Linked DNA regions of Mus musculus: region 2 is linked to region 1. Evidence: chromatin contacts called from public Hi-C data. All regions are on one chromosome and are shown on one strand. Each heading gives the region's core, a stretch centred on a gene start, on an enhancer-like site or on the middle of the called end of the contact. The rest is flanking DNA. Distances are from core to core; before and after follow the strand shown.

What was found. A called contact is a pair of places that touch in the nucleus more often than the background predicts.
Region 2: a Hi-C map of cortical neurons shows a contact between it and region 1, with 3 times the contacts expected there. The contact joins two enhancer-like sites. A contact is called at or near these places in 1 of 39 promoter capture datasets (hippocampal neurons), 5 of 484 Hi-C or Micro-C datasets (the HL-1 cell line, cardiomyocytes, cortical neurons and 1 more) and 2 of 115 datasets of contacts at active chromatin or transcription factors (cardiomyocytes and neural progenitor cells).

The regions. Positions count from the first base shown.
Region 1 is chr3:85,262,331-85,269,237 of GRCm38.p6, forward strand. No RefSeq gene overlaps it. Among named protein-coding and RNA genes, the nearest start is that of 1700036G14Rik, 52 kb to the right of the region's middle. Within about 2 kb of position 2,856, at least 15 of the 459 cell types and tissues checked have an H3K27ac peak or open chromatin away from gene starts, as enhancers often do. A contact at or near this core is called in cortical neurons and hippocampal neurons, where this site is marked.
Region 2 is chr3:85,367,763-85,374,329 of GRCm38.p6, forward strand. No RefSeq gene overlaps it. Among named protein-coding and RNA genes, the nearest start is that of Gm52637, 15 kb to the right of the region's middle. Within about 2 kb of position 1,824, at least 59 of the 459 cell types and tissues checked have an H3K27ac peak or open chromatin away from gene starts, as enhancers often do. A contact at or near this core is called in cortical neurons and hippocampal neurons, where this site is marked.

The DNA.
Region 1 (6,907 bases), core at 1,606-4,105:
AAATTCCTGAACAGAACAGCAATGACTTGTGCTGTACGATCAAGAATCAACAAATGGGACCTCATAAAATTACAAAGCTTCTGTAAGGCAAAAGACACTGTCAATAAAACAAAAAGGCCACCAACAGATTGGGAAAGGGTCTTTACAAATCCTTAATCAGTTAGGGGACTAGTATCCAATATATACAAAGAACTCAAGAAGCTGGATTCCAAAAAATCAAATAACCCCATTAAAAATGGTGCACAGAGCTAAACAAAGAATTCTCATCTGAGGAATACTGAATGGCTGAGAAGCACCTGAAAAAAATGTTCAGCATCCTTAATCATCAGGGAAACACAAATGAAAACAACCCTGAGATTCCACTTCACACCAGTCAGGACGGCTAAGATTTAAAAACTTAGGTGACAGCAGATGCTGGTGAGGATGTGGAGAAAGAGGAACACTACTCCATTGCTGGTGGGATTACAAGCTGGTTCAACCACTCTGGAAATCAGTTTGGTGTGGTTCCTCAGAAAATTGGACATAGTTCTACCAGAAGATCCAACAATACCACTCCTGGGCATACACCCAGAAGATGTTCCTACTTGTAATAAGGACACATGCTTTACTATATTCATAGCAGACTTATTTATAATAGCAAGAAGCTGGAAAGAACCCTGATGTCTATCAACAGAGAAATGGATACAGAAAATGTAGTACATTTACACAATGGAGTATTACTCAGGTATTAAAAACAATGGATTCATGAAATTCTTAGACAAATGGATGGATCTGGAGGATATCATACTAAGTGAGGTAACCCAATCACAAAAGGACACACATGATATGCACTCACTGATAAGTGGATATTAGCCCAGAAACGTAGAATACCCAAGACTAGCTAGTACTTTCAATGCTATAATATGAATTGGAGAGCATCTGGCATAAACCCTGGCTGCCATATTGAGATTGCCTTCTGGTTCTGATTGGTTCCCTGCACATTTCTACAGGAGTGAGGGATAAAAAGGGTCACTAGTGAAAGAAATGATAAAGCAAGTTCAAGGCCATAGGAATTGTCTCCTAGAGGGAGTGGGGAGAGAGAAACGGGTGGGAGGCCTCCATTAATCAGAGACCAGGAAGAAATCCTCAAAAATTAAAAACTGTACGATGAAGGGCTGGAGAAATGGCTCAGTGGACAGGAACACCCGCTGCTCTTCCAGAGAACTCCAGTTTGGGTCCCAGCACCTTATCAGTTTGGCTCACAGCTGCCTATACTTCCAGCTCAAGTGGAGCCAAAGTACCTATCCTCTGTGAACACCTGCAGTTATGTACGTATACACACACACACACACACACACACACACACACACACACACACACCATAATTAAAAATAATACAAATCATTTCAAAATTATGATTGAAAACTTAGGAAAGCAATAGAAATGATGGAATATAGAGGCGAGAAAGAACTTTCAGAGCACACAGGGAAAAGAAGACGGTGGAAAGAGAATGGAGAGACGCTCAACAATTAATCCTGGCACTGGCTATTAGGAATTCCAAAGAGAGAAGGCATAAAAACCAATGGGAATCTAAACCAGAGGGAATAGGGAAGAAAGGAGGCTGGAAGCTTTCGGAACACCAACCTACCAAACCCTCATCAAGGAAGTCCAGTCTGATGTACTGTGGAGTTTCAGAATCGGAGGACAGAAGGAGGACAGAAGGAGGACAGAAGGAGGACAGAAGGAGGACAGAAGACTCCAAGTGTCGAAAGAGAAGAAGCAGTAAGGCCCTGGAAGGAAAGAGAATCCATAATAACAGCGTGCAGGAGGGTTGCCTTTGAAAGTCCCCAGAAGAGAACATTTGAAAACTAGAATGTTCTATCGAACCAAACAACAAGCGTTGAAAGGTAAGCATATGGGAGGGTCAGACCCCAATGGTTAAGAAAGAGTCTTATGTGTGGTTTCCTTCTCAAGAAGCTCAGTGCACAGAGTCCAGAAAAACAAATGAAAACTCCCAGGAAAGGAAAGCCTTTTTAATATAAGATGGGATTAAGCTCACCCAGGAAATTCCTGGATGCCGGTTGTCAGCTAGCAGAGATGTGTTTGAATTAAAGCAGACTATCAGCAGATTACAAGAGGATTACTTTTTAAGAGGACTGGACTCCGTTCCTAGAAATAAGTGGACATGAATAAAAGTTCTGGAGATAAAGAAAAAAAAAATCTATCAACAAGGGGGGAGAAGAAGCAATCAGAAACTCCAGGTAAAACAGAAAGTTCTACAACTAAGTCCTAATCCAAATAGTAACTAAAATGAAGCCTTACACAGAGCACCCACATGAGTGTGAGGAAGGCTGTGCTTGACGCTAAGGACAGTTTGCTGTGAGTGGCACGCAGGTCGTGACATTGGAACTGGGAAGCAGCCATGGAATCATGGTCCTATCGCTACTTGCTGTGTAATCAACAATATTTACATAGCTGTGATGGAGTAAGCAGTGTGCTCTGGCTTTCAGTTTTTAGAATGTGCCTATAAACAAAGCCGGGGAAATTTTACTGTGGTCACAGAGTAGGTAGGGCTTGGAGGGAAAGAAGAGAAGAGGAAACACAGACACCACACTCTCGTCTTGCAGGAAAATAAGTCAGAGGTATCATTGACTGTTGATGGGGTAGAATTTAAAGGGTTTTCTATCATTACTGCAGCCACAGAGAAAGAAAACTGTCTCTCTCTTTCTTCAAAGACTTTGAAAACCTTGGAGGGAGTGGGAGCCATGAATCACAACTTCTCCATGGATGGAAGCAGAGAGCTGATGTCTGCTAAGGTGGGTGATCAAGACACAGCAGCATAAACATACCATTTGGAGATGAGAAAAAACCCACAAGAACTAAAAACAGCAACTAATTACAAGGCTGTCATCTGTGGGGAAACATAATGAGGGTGGGACTGGGTGCAGGGGAGTGCTCTTTACATTATAAAGAACACAATCTATTCTCGGGGTAGTTACTGCTTTAATCGATTTGAATGTGAGTTCTAGAAAGGTATTTCACTGTCATGTCATAAAAATAACATAATGACAAAATACATAAATTATCCAGGACAGGGAGTGGGGATAGAAAAAGTGAATTAGCTCACACCATCGAGTTCTGGCTGATGAACGACATTAAGCACATGGCTCACAGGGACTTCCTTGGGCAGGATGGTGGGAGGGTGACTGGTGGGCAGTGGACCACTATGCAAATGTGCTGTGTCTCTTCACCTGTGTCCTTTGCCTGCATCTGCCCCAGCAAGTACTCAGTTACTTCCAATCCTCTGATAGAGCTTGATGAAATTTAAATAAAAATGGAACTAGCCTGAAACTAGGCCATCTGACAGACAAATGTATGATGCACATGTTTGGACTGTGTTCAGTGTCATCTCTGCAAAAGATATTGAAACATGTGCTAATATTTTGAATGAGCAGGAGGCTTTTTCTCTAGCAAAATGAGTAGTCCATTTGCCAAATGTGTTTAGACCCATTGAGCTTGGACTGTGCTCTCTGGATGTGTCTTTGGCCCATCCCACCACAAGGATCTAGTTCTATGGAGCAGAGACAGACATCAGGCCCCTGAAGGTCCTGCCCCAGGATCCTCTTGGGCCTGGTTCTCATCATCCTTTGTCTTAAGCCTCTGGATCCTTCATGATTCTTTTGAAGCCTATTTTTATCCTCTTGTCTGGTTTGGTGACCTCAACCCTCCCCCCTCCTCCCAGAGCTACAGATTCCTAGGTCTGGGGCTACAGCTCAGTGCTAGAACACTTGCCTAGCATGCATAAGGTCCTGAGCGGGACCCCTAGTACTGCAAACAAGCAAACTACTTGTCCTTTATGAGTGATTGTGAACATACTGGGGTAGCTGCTGGGCTATGGCTGTTTGAAAACACTCTATCTCTGCCCTCTGAGGACTTACCATGCAGAGACCTTCCTTTACTGCATACTGAACCTAGGTAAGGAGCCGAAGTACCTCACTCAGCCCTGTACAACACACCAACCAAATCTGTTTACTGCCTGGAGAAGACAAGCCATGACAGTCGGTAGTTGCATTCTTCATTTCCCCTTAGGTGGTTCTGCCTATCAAATGAAACCATTTCTATCTTTGACAAAGCATCTTGCCTTAATACATTACTCCTTGGTTAAATAAGAAGGATTAGAATATTGAACTATCTACTGCAAGTGTTGGAGCCTGATAAAAAGACTATAACCAGGGAATGTAAATCAAAGAGCTATAGACCATATCCATAGCCAAGAAGCCATTACGGAAGAAATACGCATCTCTTTCTGGGGTATAACATGCATTCATCTAGTTGAGAGTTGGTAAAATAGTAGAGACCAATAATGTCAAGCTCAGGGCCGACGGGGACCAGGCTGAAGAAGGTCTTTCTGGCTTCTCCTCGGAGACTACGTGGGAAGGACCTTGTTGTAGCTTTGGACATGGGGTTTGATCTCCATCAGATAAGCTTAAAGGGAAGTTATCCTTGCCAGAAAGTGAGAGAAAGTCTAAATTGCAGACAGGGTGCTACGGACTGTGCAGGAGTAGGGGGTGACACGGGACACTGACTGAGACCTCTATCCAGTCCTTTCAGGTTCTTGTCACTGTCATAAAAAATATTTAGGAACAGATGAAGTAAGCAATCAGGCAGGAGTTTTACTGTGGAGTAAAGGTGTTCACAGTGAGTGTGGAGGTGGGTGTGCACCTTCCGGGTTTCAATGGCTTTGAATGGTTCCTTTTAAGGACAAACTTGAATGGTGGACCAGATTATTTATGAGTTAAGATATGGGGTGTGTGTGTGTGTGTGTGTTTTCACACATTTCAGGAATTTTTTGAAATAAAGACTGTTCTCCAATTTGCTCTGCCCCACTTTGCTGTTCTGATAAAGCTGCTTTGGGGGAGAGGGAGTTTGTTTCATTGATGTGTCATGGCATCAGGGGTATGATGGGAACAGTTGTTTCTGAAGGCTATTAGTGGGCATGCCATTACAATGAAGCAAAGGCAAGTGAGCAGTGGTACTCCCAATCAGCCATGTTGGTTCCAGCTGGTTTGGAGTGGTCTTAGGGCCTGTTTGAGTGGTCACATGATGTCCAGCTGTGGTATGCTCTGAGCATGCTTCAGCTACCAGTCACCATGAAGACTGTCCCCTCTTTCTTTTTCTTCTGCTTACCTAAGCTACTTCAGGCAGAGTGGTTTCTGACCATCAGTGGGTACAGAGGACAGTGCACCTGGTATTTATCTAGCATCGTACGAATCCTAACAGGAAGCTGGGTGTTTTGAAGATTGCTCCTGAGGAATCTCACCGTCGCTATTAGAAGCACTCAGAGATGAGGAATGATCTGGTTAAGGGACTCCTGTTCCTTGAGGAGCAGAATTTGTGATGTCTGTGCATGCAAAGAATCCATGACTGAATGAGAATCTGGTGCACACAAACAAAAATGGCTTAATGTCTCCGTGTGTGCAGACACTAGTCTGGTGAATAAGCACAGATAATCTGAACATATTGTCCTGTTGATAATAACTAGAATCATGTGGAGACAAGGGCATAAAAACATAATCATGCAGTAACAATACACTGTATGTATTAAGAGAATTTTCAAATAATTAATTAAAATATTATAAACATTTACAATACAACCATAGCTTTCTCTCTGCATAACCCACTTTGGTTACGTTTCTAGAGATCTCAACTTCTCTTCAGGGCATGTAACTCAATTTATGGTTGTATTTCTATGTGTAGTGCTTTTTTCGTATTTTATGTCTGTCTCTCCCAGTAGATTATCAGCTCTGTGAGAACAAGCATAGCTTCAGGTTTTCTCAGAAGTAATATCTCTGACTCCTAGTAGAGCACCTCACGCACCATAAAAGTTCTAGAAAACTTCAAACCAATGAATGAGGTAGTGGAGATATGATAGGAAATTATCCGGAGAAGGCAGTGGCAGGTAAAGTGTCACATGAAGCAGCCTCCGGTAACCTCTCCAACCCTACAGTCACCATAGAAACTTCACCAGTGTGGTACTCACCAGTGTGGGGCCATGTGGGAGTCAGTAGTTCTCTCCTTCCACCATGTGGGTCCTGGGGACAAACTTAAGCCAATCAGCCTTGAAAGCAATTATCTATCCCCACTGAGATATCTTGCCGGATATTTTTTTTTCCTTTTGAGTATTTTGTTTTTTCAAATCTTTTATTAGGTATTTTCTTCAATTACATTTCAAACGCTATTCCTATAGTCCCCCATACCCCCCTGCTCCCCTACCCACCCACTCCCACTTCTTGGCCCTGGTGTTCCCCTGTACTGGGGCATAAAAAGTTTGCAAGACCAAGGGGCCTCTCTTCCCAGTGATGGCTGACTAGGCCATCATCTGCTACTTATGCAGCTAGAGACACGAGCTCTGGGGGTACTGATTAGTTCATATTGTTGTTCCACCTATAGGGTTGCAGACCCCTTTAGCTCCTTGGGTACTTTCTTTAGCTCCTCCATTGGGGGCCCTGTGTTCCATCCAATAGCTGACTGTGAGCATCCACTTCTGCATTTGCCAGGCACTGGCATAGCCTCACAAGAGACAGCTATATCAGGGTCCTTTCAGCAAAATATTGCTGGCATATGCAATGGTGTCTGCGTTTGGAGGCTGATTATGGGATGGATCCCCAGGTGTGGCAGTCTCTAGATGGTCCATCCTTTTGTTTCATCTTTGTTTCCAATTCTAAGAAGGGGCGAAGCGTCTACACTTTGATCTTTGTTCTTCTTAAGTTTCATGTGTTTTGCAAATTGTATCTTGGGTATTCTAAGTTTCTGGACTAATATCCATTTATCAGTGAGTATATATCATATGAGTTCTTTTGTGATTGGGTTACCTCACTCAGGATGATACCCTCTAGGTCCATCCATGCCTAGGAATTTCATAAATTCA
Region 2 (6,567 bases), core at 574-3,073, 100 kb after region 1:
ACTGAAATAGTAGCTTAGTACAAATATAGATGGCTGAGAACTTTCAGAACTGTCCATAAATAGTGTGGGGGAAGGACTTTGAGACTGTATCCAGTGATGCCATTTCAATCACAACGCTAGGAAACCAACAGTAAGAAGCATCAACCATTGTCTCAAATAACCATGGAATGTATCTTCAGTTCTGGGCTTATGTATAGCAAGTGGAGGTGACCCTGCAGCCCAGAACAAACACAGTGTACATTCACATAGGAAGGAGAGAAGGCAAAAGAGAGACTAAGGACAGAAAAGAAAGAGAGGGGCAGAGCAGACAGAAGTGAAAGGAGAGAGAAAAGACACAGCTTCATCGCCTCAGAAGCACGAGAGGAGTGACTTGGGTACCATTGTGAGGACTTCCTGGACAAGGGGTCCTGGAAATTCTTCATCCACTTCCACGTCTGTTTCATAGCAAGGGGTGTGGAGTTTCTAAACAGTCTGCATCATATCTGACCCTTCTAATTCTGCCCCCTTCTGCAGGTACTTGGACTGGTCTCCCAGGAAGAACGTGGGGAGTCTTAGGATATTTGATAGACTAATCTTTAATGAACCAACAATGTATCATCAACACTGTAGAAACATACTTGTACAAAGTCCTGTCATGGAGAGCGCCATGTCACTTCAAGGACTAGGTTCTAACAAGATCTGCATAAAGAATCTCTGGTATCCATGCTTTCTGAGTGCCTGCTTCTGCACGGATCTGGGCAAGATCATAAGCCCTGCTTACATCATTGTCACCCAGGATGGAGGGTGGTTTCAATTGACAGCAGAGACTGGCAGGAGCCTGGAAAAGTACAATAATATTCGAAGTTGCCTTCAGTCTTATTTTTATTTGGGCTAATTTGCATGACTGGTGGATGCCAAATGAAGATATTTTTCCTTCTCCTTGGAATAGCTTCATTTTAAAATATCGTTCTTTTCAAAGTGCCCAAATATTACTGTGGTGAATAACGAGCAGACGGGAAGTGGGAAGGGTGGGGCAGGTTCAAATGCTTTATGCTCGGCAGAATAACTTAGCTTTTCAGATTTCTAGCCTCCCTCTGTTCTGCTCATCTGAGGGCACCATGCCCTCCATTCCGTGGAGATGCAGCCACCCAAGAGCCCCATCAAACTCCATCGACCTCCTACACGCAGCCTATTCGAAGGGCGTATGGCAGCTGCCCCTCTGCAGGATTAGCATGACTCACTCTATAAGCGAGGGAAAGCTTCCAGGCTGTGGGACTTTGCTACTTGCAACTCTGCCGGAAGCATCCATCACTCTGCAGCGAGGGAGAAAAACAACCCAATGTCTCATCGAGTCATAGACACTCTGAAAATGGAGTTGCAAGGAGGTTTGTTTTTTTATCCCTTTTGGAGCAGGCACTATCAGGAAGCCACCGACAGTTAAATGTTTGACTAATTTGAGCGCACAGCTTTTTTTTTTGTTAAGAGAAAAGAGTGTATCTGTCTGGTTTCCAGAATGGTAGGTGCCATATTGCAGAGTTCCACTGTTATTTCCCCAGCCCTAGTGAGCTGCTGTCTCTCCCTCCTCTACCCAAAGCTGCACCACCCTCCCAGGCCCTTGTAAAATGTCAGCAGTTCTTCCAGGAAGCCTCGCCCCTGTACCAGTTCATCTCACCGCTAAACAATTTAGAGATTAATAATGTAGCAACAGGAGAGAGATTAAAAAGCCATCTGGTGAGCAAGCCCAGGCACAGCTTAAAATACCTACAGCACCAGAAAGAGATGAGTGCTCAGAGAGCAAGGCTTGGGGTCAGAGCGCTCTGAACTCAGTGTCTAAACCTTGGACTTACTAGCTGTGTTCATTTGGGGTGGTCACTTAACCTTGTCCTGCGGGTCAGGGGATAATACTCATCCCTCTCTCAGAGGACTTTAGAAATGAATTTATTGTCGTTGCAAACAGGCTAATGCAAATGGCATAAGCACGTTAATCCTGCAGCAGGGATTGACCATCGTCCATCCTTGGGGAATACCACCAGCTTCGGGGCTGTTAGAGTGAGACTGACAATGTGCTGGGCAATCCCCTCACATCTGCCTATAGAGATCGGCAGATGCCAGGGTCTAGACAAAAAGCTTCACTGTCTCTGACCCTCATTGGCTCTGGGAGTCGGAGCTCACAACATTTCAAGAGTATCTTCTTTCATTCACCAAACACTTGTGCTTTATGTACCGGGGCGCTCATCTTGGAGACAAGCCTCCTTACCCTCAAGGAGTCAGAAAATAGATGACATATTAGAGGCGTAGAGAGCACGCTCCCAGTCACGTGATGGCGTTGAGAGCACGCTCCCAGTGACATAATGGCAAAGAGAGCACACCCCCCCCCCCCCCCCAGTGACGTGATGGCAGGAAGGTCCAACTGAGATGAGGGCCGAGTGAAGGCCAGAGGGAAGGAGGAAACAGGCAGTGGAGGCAAGTTGGGGCATGATGATACCTCCTCTTCTTGCAGCTCTGGGCCTCCAAAGTCAGCAGAGGGAAAGCGACACATGCTTTCCAAGGGGATCAGAGACTGGCTCCTGCCTAACCCAGGGCTGAGAAGTGGCCCCATCGGATACGGTAGCCAGGCAGGTAGTGGCAGGATCAATTAGAATTCACCAAAAGTTCTATGGAACAGGAAGCGGCACCCAGAGAGTGACACGGCGGGGTCTGAAGAAGGGCAGAGAGACCCTGGTCACTCTTTGGAGAGGGGACATTTATCCCTCGGTAGCTCTGATGATGTGCAGAAAGCCACAGATGATGGTTGTGAAGATGAAGAGTCCGCAGGGACTCTGCCTTCTCTTGGGAAGCACCCTCTCGAGCACCCGGGGGACCCAGGGCTTCTGGCAGCTCTGAAACTCAAAGGGAATCGCTCAGTTGCTGGTGCTCCGTTCTCTTCTGACTTCTCCCAGCAAGGGTGGTTCAGAGAGCAGTGTCTCGGTTCTTGTATTTATTGGGTTTATCTTTAACCCGAAGACCTGTGAACATCCTGAAGGCACGGACCAAATTCTTAGACCCAGATTGCCCACTACGGTTTCCTTAAGGGTAAGTAATACTCACCAACGGTTCCCTTTACCATGAACCATTGTCCCTGGTCCCTCTGGGCACCAACTCGTTCAGTTAGTTGTTAGTTCTGCCACTCAGTGAGGTGGAACATTTTTTTTTCCAGATGAGAAACAGGCACAGAAAGCATAGACACTTCAACTGAGGATACTTGGTAAATGGGAATTAGTCTCTAGAGCAGTGTTTCTCAACCTGTGGGTCTCAACCCATTGGGGGTAGGGCTGTCACGTATCAGACATTCTGCACACCAGATATTTACATGGTTATTCATAACAGCAGCAAAATATCAGTTATGAAGTAGCAATGAAATAATTTTATGGTTGGGGGTAACCACAACATGAGGAGCTATATTAAAGGGCTGCAGTATCAGGAAGGTTGAGAGCCACTGCTCTAGAGGAACAGCTGCAGGCTGAACTTCAATTTCTGAAGCCCTGACCCCCAGGATCTAAGAATGGGACTGTAGTTGGTGGCAGGGTCTTTAAAGAGGCAAGTCAGTTAGTAAAGTCATTACTGAAGCCCCTGATCTGGAGGCCAGCATCCTTACGAGAAATTTGGATATATATAAAGAGAAGATGTAATGACAGAAAAAAAGTAGTCATCTGTAAACCAAATTCCTCCTCAGAAGGAGCCATCCTGGTTCAACCTGGATTCCGGGCTTCTGCTTCAGGACTGTGAAGAGGTAAATTCATGTTGCTTTTATCTCCCAAGTCTGTGGAATTTTGCCAGCCAGCCCTAGAAAATGAATTCAGTCAGCGAACAAATGCTGGGCAATGATAGGGAGACTGCTTTCTTTCTGAACACTCAAAAGTGACCCAACCATGCCTCCTAGGTCAGTGTGGGGGCAGAGGGTAGGACATCTTGCTCCTCCTCATTAGCACTGCTCAATGAAATGTCCAGAGCTTCCTAGGGGTGGAGGAGGCCCCACCAGGAGACAAAAAACGGTATTAGAGTTTAAAACAAAAACAAGTGATCAGGCAAACAAGGAAAAGAGGCTGCTGCCCAGCGAAGGAAGACAGGGGAGAGAAAGAAAGGCAAGCTGTTGGACCTCAAGTTTTCTGTCGAGCAGTGGACTGAGCCACGTGGAGCACAGGCAGCCTCAGCTTCAGAAACGAGTCGGAGAGCTCAACGTGTTAAAGAAGAACATGCCCAAGTTCAAGCTGGTATCAGAAGAGAAGAAAAGAAAAGGTTATCCCAATCTGAGACTGGACTCAAAGGCAGGCAGTCCAGGTTTCTGGGGAGAAAAAGAACATTATTTCAGTAAAGAGATAATTATTCCACGTATCCCTGAATGCTTCCTAAAGGGCTTAGCCAGGCGATTGACTAGCCCAACTAGATAGAATGTTCACCTCTACTCAGCCAAAGATCCCATTGTCTTGACCGGAAGAAAAACCCTTCCCCTTAGTGAGCCTTTGATGCTATTGCAACAGTGAGAATCTAAAGGTGGCTAGGAGTGCATTCCACTCTCTGCAGACTAATCATGAAAATACAGTTAGGCCTCTGAATACACAGAATCTATAACCCTAGGTCAACCAGCCAGGGTGGAAAAAATGTTAAATGACAATTGTGCTGAGCATGAACAGACTATTCTTCCTTGTCATTACCCCACAACAATACAACTATGTATATCACACTCACAATATATTTAGGAATTATCAGTAATCTACAGATAGTTCAAATATGGAGATTAGGCAATATATACCATTTTATATAAAGAACTTGAGTAGCCAAGGTGGCAAAGGTCCAGGAGTCAACCCCACGGAATGCTGAGGGATGATTGTAAATTTAAATTTTACTTTAATCAACTAATCATACAGACATAGGTGTGCTGCCATGAGAAGTCAAAAGGAGAGGACTGTAAAAAGGCTGTAGAAGCAGATGTCAGAGCAAGTCGATCCAGCAGGGGTGGTCAGCAAAGGTCTCCAAGCCCAGCAGCAGGAAGAGTGTGGCATACATGTTTATGTGTATGTGCATATTTATATATGTATATATATGTATATATGTGTATATCCACATATAGCAGGAACTTGTAGAATGGAGGGAGTGGTAAGGAAAGACAGAGAAGCAGGAAGGACAAGAAGAAAAGATGAGCAGAAGCCAGAGGGAAGAAGAAATGAACAATAGCTGTAGTCGGCTGCATTCAATGGACTGTGCTAGATACCTTCATTCACAGCAACTGGTATTCTACCACATAGCTGGGAGAAGAGGCAGCACTGCCCTTACCCAAGGCTAGCCTACTAGTCCAAGAAAACAGCTCTGCCATAGGTTGCCTATGTCACTGTGGCCTGGGATCACTCTGCTGTGACACAGAACAGCCCAAAGCAGTTCACTAAAAGCTTGGTATGTCCACGGAGGCTGCTGCCTCTGTCTGCATTCCATTGCTCCAGTGGCCTCCCTCCATGGCTTTGAGCAAAGCTCAGGGTAGTTCCATATGTCACAGAAGGTCAGGAATGGGTGGAATGACGTGGGAGGTGCTGGAGGGCTCAGATTCGCAGGCAGAGTCTAAGATAGCAGCAGGAATTTACAGCCATGAATCAGGAGATTTGAAATACAAGCAGAGCTCTCTCTCCCTGTCTCTCTGTCTCTCTGTGTCTCTGTCTCTGTCTCTGTCTCTCTCTGTCTCTCTCTCTCTCTCTCACACACACACACACACACATACACACACACACACAAAAGCACATGCACTATTGCACACTGGGTGGGGCAGAGCTTAGATGGAAAGCGTTTTATCATCACCATTTATAAGCTATTTTCCAAAGACCTCAGTCACTCCAGTCACTCCTGTTTCCTCTACTTTGCCTGCTGGACTTGACCCACACTCCCCTCCCTCCTTTCCAAAAGAATAGGAGTAACAGCTAAATGGCTTTTGCTAACCATATCCCCCCCCCCAAATATGACTGGTAGCCTGCTCTTTACTTAGCTCAAAATCCATTAAGAGAATTTTGTTTTAAAATCCAGTGCTCACACAAAATAACTTTGTTTCTTTTCCAACAAGAAGACTTGAGCTATATGCAGTTAGACTTACCCTACTAGTTTCCCTTTTCATCATAGCTACTAGGAAGCTCACCGTGATAAAACAGTTATATCAGTGTTGGTTATAGTTCTTAGTTATTACTGTTTTTGTTTAAACCTAATTTTCCATTTATGACTCTCTTGAATTTATTTTGCTGAGCTTTCTGGGAGGGAGAAGAGAGTTAACAAAAAGCAAGCCAGTGTTCCCTGCCTCTAGGTCAACTTCTCAAACTAAAATTCCAACAACCTGATGGGTATTGCAATCTCTCAGCCAGTGTAGCATAACAGAACCACAGTGCAGAGCCCATTTTGGTCCCCACTGAAAAAACTCAAGCATTGTTTTATAGTATTTGTTTATTGCTATTGTATTTTTTCCCGAAAGCTTAGCAATTTCAACAATAAGCATTTCCTATTGCTACCCACAGTTTCCATGTTTATGGGATCCAGGAGCTGCTGAGCTGGGTGGCCCTTCTCAGAGGAGTCTCTGGT